Regions from separate parts of the Anas platyrhynchos genome. Here region 1 is linked to region 2. The links are chromatin contacts, called in public Hi-C maps. All regions are on one chromosome and are shown on one strand. The core of a region is the stretch at or near the end of the contact, and the rest is flanking DNA. Distances in the headings are between cores, read along the strand shown.

Evidence for each region. Hi-C and Micro-C count contacts between places; a contact is called where the count stands out from the background.
Region 1: a contact with region 2 is called in a Hi-C map of subcutaneous adipose tissue, with 2.8 times the contacts expected there. The contact joins the promoter of NID1 here to the enhancer-like site in region 2. A contact is called at or near these places in 6 of 8 Hi-C or Micro-C datasets (F1 follicle, F5 follicle, liver and 3 more).

Annotation. Positions count from the first base shown.
Region 1 is chr3:27,335,247-27,337,946 of IASCAAS_PekinDuck_T2T, forward strand. It overlaps NID1 (nidogen 1), which reads right to left and starts at 1,335. Exons shown (of 19, transcript XM_027453766.3): 1 at 1,063-1,335. The coding sequence starts at 1,296.
Region 2 is chr3:27,290,003-27,292,702 of IASCAAS_PekinDuck_T2T, forward strand. No RefSeq gene overlaps it. Among named protein-coding and RNA genes, the nearest start is that of NID1, 45 kb to the right of the region's middle. Within about 2 kb of position 1,404, at least 2 of the 8 cell types and tissues checked have an H3K27ac peak or open chromatin away from gene starts, as enhancers often do. A contact at or near this core is called in subcutaneous adipose tissue, where this site is marked.

The DNA of each region.
Region 1 (2,700 bases), core at 85-2,584, 45 kb after region 2:
TCATCACAACAACTCAAAATCTGATGCAGAAATTATTTTATGTACTGCATATACGTAATATATTTTGATACCATGTGTTAATTTAAAAGCTTGGCAATATTTACTATCCACTATATATCTGAGTAAATTTTGCTTACCAAATAACATCAGAGCTTGTACGGACTCCCTGCCAACGTACAATAAATGGGTACCTTGTGAAGGTGCATTTAAGACTGCTCAGTACATTCCTTTAATGCATATACTTTGTTCCCATACACTTTGTGCCATGCTTCTGTTTCACAATCCTTGTGACAGACTAAATGCAACACAAAAACCTCTTGGTATTAGGTAGACTGATATCAAACACCATTTATTACCAGACTTGGCCAATCTGAGAATTGCCTTCCTTGCTAACCAGGCTTGAAGAAGCCCTAGGATTGATTCTGGAAGTGCCTCTACATTTTCCAAGACAAGCACTAGCCTCAAATCACTGTGGTTTTATGGCACGGGCCAGTAATGAGAGCATTAAGCTTGAGAAACCTCGTGGTGCTACCCAACCTACTGTCCCCCTCCGTCCCTTATCGGGCACGTTACTCGCTATCTCGCCCCTCAGTGCCAGGACACACAGCCCGCTATCTGGCAAGGCTCTGTCTGTGCCTCTAAAAGGGCATTTCTGACTTGGGCTGGCTAATCAGTGACCAGGCACAAGACAAGACAATGACCGAAAGGCTCAAACTGACGGCTGGGCTAATTCACCTACAGGGGAATTATCTCTGCCTGCCTCTTCACACGTAGACATCCCTCAGAATTTTGACTTTCTGCTGGGATTTCGGGACTTCAATAGGTAGGGACATTGAGGACAAGGAGCACGGCTGCGGCGCTCCCCAGCACGGGGGAGCCACACCGCACACCTGCAGCCGCAGCCCGAAAGGCACCGCCAGGTGCGAAGCTTCCCAAGCAGCTCCGCGGAGATGCGCCCCAGCAGCCACCCCTTCAGCACGTCAATTTCTGTGCCCAGCGAGCTGGGCTGCACCCTAAAACTCCACACCCCGCCGCCGGGCTCCCCCCGCACCCCGCACTCACGTGTAGGGCGCGCACGGCCGCCCCATAGAAGCGCAGCGCCCGCCTCAGCTCCAGCGCCGCCGAGCGCGAGTCGTCGCCGTGCTGCAGCGCCGCGTCGCCGTGCCCCGGGCCGTGAGGCAGCAGCAGCGGCTCGGCACGGGGCTGGGGCTGCGGGGCTGGGGCGAGAAGGAGCGGGGTGGGCAGCGCCATGGCCGCGGCCAGGGCCAGCAGCGCGCAGGGCGGTGCAGGACCCATGGCTGGCGGCTGTGAGGGAGGCTGTGGCGGCGCGGCCCCGCCGCTATAAGCGCGGGCAGCGGGCGGGGCGGGGGCAGGGGGCGGGCTGAGGGCTGAGGCGGGGAGAAGCGGTGTGAGGGGGGACGGAGGGAGCGCTGTGTGGGGGCTGCTCGACGGCGGGGGGTTATCGGCAGGGGGAAATGGTGATGATAACCCAAAAATACGCCCAAAGGTCTTTCGTGAAGTCATCCTGTCAACGCCAGAGCGTCACCGGCTGTGAAGTAAACCCCACGGAGCAGCCTGGAAAAGGAACTTCGCTGAGGATGAGGTGCATAGGAATCTATGTGCAGAGCAGCAAACAGCCCGAGTACACCTTCCTACTTCTCTGCCTCGTCCTGCCAGCAGGAAACACCCAGAATCAGCTGAAGAATGGATAAATTTCATATTTTTTCCTAAGGGTTCCAGGCAAAGACATTTATAGAAAACACAAGTGTTTTAAATCTTTAATTAAATCTTTAAATCTTCAAGTTAAAACTTTAATCATTAATTCAAATTAAGTAATTTGAATTGAATTGTTAATAATTAATTCAAATTAAATCTTTAAATCGTTAAATCTTGTCCAGAGAAGCGTATGCTGTGCTATTTCTACGGAATGCCTATAGCAGAGAATCGCCTGAGGGGAGGCAGCTGAAACCCTACTCACATGCCTTTTACATGACTTCTTACTTGTCTCTAAACACCTGCTCCTTCCAGTTCTCTCCTTTTCCCCAGTCAGTCTCATCCGATTTCACCCGTTTTTGGTAAGAAAGTACCGTTCGCATTTGGTGAGTTACAAGAGCACAAGACACTTGGCGAAGTGCTATAACCATGCCTTCCTAAAAGGTAGAAATACATTTGGGTATGTAACGAACATTATTATCGTTAGCAACCCTGTCCACCTGATTTCTACATTTCAGCAAAAGCAGCCACTGAGACACACGTAGCCTGGAGGTCTGGGAAGAGAAGCCCTCCCTCCACACAACCCAGCTCACTTTGTACTTTCACCTGCACCTTCTCCCCATATTTTCACAGCCCATTAAACAGTAACCAGTAACAGCAACAGCTCCTTGCCCATGTTAAGTGTGCACACTCAAACATGATGGAATGCCTTCACCAAAAACCACCCTTTCTTTCTAACCTCCTCTATTCAGCATAAGACTACTTCCAAGCCTACAGAAGGTAAGGACAAGATGTGTTTGTGGAACACAGCTCCACAACAAAGAGAAAACCTAAATCAAACCATAAAACACCCCCATATATACACTCACAACATAAAAATGTCATTTCTGTTAAGCTTGAAGTTTTCCATAGCCACATTCTTTGACACGAAAGTCAACCTGAGCCAGAGAAAGATAAAAGCATATACGTGTATATGAAAAAAAAATC
Region 2 (2,700 bases), core at 154-2,653:
CTAGAAAGCTATTTTGTTTCCAACAAAAAAAAAAAAAAGCTGTGTGGTTTGCCAGTTCTCCATAAGTCCTCATGTTTGAAAGGACAACATGCTTCTCAGATACATGATTAAAGTGCAATCACTTAAAAATACATGAGATGCATCTACTCAATGGTTAACAACCACTAATCCACCTCTAATACACCACATGAGAAAATCTCATGCTTACAAACACATCATCAGGTTGCAGGCTTACAGGTTGCCTGGAGAAGTGGATGCCCCATCCCTGGAGATGTTCAAGGGAAGGCTGGATGGGGCTTTGGGCAACCTGGTCTAGTGGGAGGTGTCTCTGAAGCTTGGGGACAGACCAGTGATTTATAGCTTGGGCTCTTTTCTGCCGTCTGCTCAGGTTTCTCCTCTGCATAAAGCAGGGAAGAGAGGCGAGGAGAACAGAACCTTGTGCTCTTGAGTTTCGTGTTCAAGCAGAATTGGATGTGGGATCTCACATTTAGCCTGCAGTGCCCAAAGAGAGTGCTGTGGTCAGTGGGAAATTCTGGTACTAGGAGAAGAGACTTAAAAGGTTTCTAACATCTGCTGTAACTCAGTGATTCTGTGGCTTCATCTCCCTTGCCCTACCCCCTGCAGTGTACTGACCACAACGGCATTACAACCTTCATGCTAATTGCTCCTCCCACCTCCCAAGCTTCCCACACATCACCATCCACTGCCTCCGAATCTGTCTCTCCTTCAGTTGCCTGTCACCACAGTTGTGCTTTCTCCATAACTCCACACTCAGCTCCTGGGAAGATTTCCATTGCCATCCCCAGCACTGCTACACAAGTTCCTGGGTCCAACCCGCAGCTGCCACAATGCACGCCCCACCACCATCTGTACTCTCCTGTTGCAGGCCCTGCGTTACACAACTACCCTGTTTGCCCTGTGTGTGTTCCAGATACCCCACTGTGCAGGAAACACTGCCTGCCCAGAGCAAAGGGACCACAAACTGAATTGGCTTTGGTGCATTCTTAAAACAAAGAAGCCAGAGGCTGAAATACACCGTTTGGGTAATTGCGAGACTAGCAGCTTTCTGCCATTCATCAACTCCAGAATCCTCCCCCCCAAAAGAGGAGCAGCAAATGTTACTGCAGCTCCTCCTGCTTTGCCACAAAGCAGCAGGAAGCCCACTCACTGCGCTGCCAGCTGAACATCTTGTTAGTTAAGCAAAGCTCCAGAGTCCTCAATATTTATATTTGTAGGAAAAAAATATTCACATCTTTCCCCTATTTTAATGACAGACTATCCTTAACTCATTTGTCGGATAAAGGACAGATTTCATATGCAGCAGAATTTAAATCAAGGAGGTGACTCAGTCTCTTAATGAACAAACTGCTGCCAGATCCCCAGTTGGGGATTTGGATACTGGACATAATATTCAGTACTTACAGACAGACCAAGCAGGGGGTGTCTCACAACTGTATTCTCTATAACCATGTGTTTCACAACCTGTTTTTTTCTTCAGCAAGATCTCCAAGCAATACACTGGGAAATCCTACACAAGAAATGGTTCCCATTTAACCATAGGTTAAACTGATGCATTGTGACACTGTCATCGAGGGGCCCTTATTCCCCACTAATCATCTGTCATTCTTAATTATATGCCCACAAGTTAAAAATGTAATATGTTGTGACAAAATTGTGCAGCTGGAGAACTGCACAGTAAGCAGTTTGCCAGCTTGGAACAATACTGGACAGGATGTTGGGTTTCAGCAAGCCACACTGCTTTAAACATGAGGAAAGAGTTCTTCAGAGGTTAACAAGTGAGTAACTTCTTTTTACACTTTTTTACACTCCCTTCAGATGCAAAGGTGGCTGAACCACCCCGTCAGTTCATCAGGGAGTCAATACTACTTTCAGCTTGCAACTTTTTACATCATTGCTAAACACTACTAATGGTGTCACCATTTAATATCTTGTGTGTCATAGAAGATCTGAAGAGAAGCATTTCAAAAAATTACCTCTGCAGAAGTCTGTAGTATTTTGTCTTTCATTCAACCACTGAAGGAGTTGTTCACCTTCCCAGAAAAACTTGTGAATTTCTGTTTTTTGTAGCCAATGTGAATTGTAATTACACGTAATAATTTCTTCAAACACCACAGCAAGACTGACATGATTACCAACCCCAGCTTTTTATAACTTATTTTTTATAATAACTTATTTTTAATAATTAAAGAAATCCCATTTTCCAATACCTTTTAAACCCAAAGCACAGTGTAAAATATAACTGAAATATGCTTGTGCCTGAGCAAGACTACAACAGTCAGACGCTAATAAACAGCAATCAGGATAGGAACCAGGTAAATGAATTAGATCTGGGTCAGCATGAGAAAGCCCCATGTTATAAAAAGATGCCATTAACTGTCTATGCTTTGAGAGACAAAACAGAAAAATCACATCTGCTATGTTGCATTCAAAATACTTGTGAACATCTAACTAAAAAATATGATAGACACAAGACAGATCCCCTGAAATGGCCAATACCAAATCTCAAAGCTTGAGATTCTTCCCCCGACTGTAACTAAAATGAGGAACTCAATACCACAGAACACTTCAGAGGCCAAAGATTTAGCAAGATTCAATGAGAACGCAAACATTTAAAGGAATAAAGAAATGTCAGTGTCATGACCCAGAGCACACTCCCACCACTAGCAGTTCAGCTGCTTG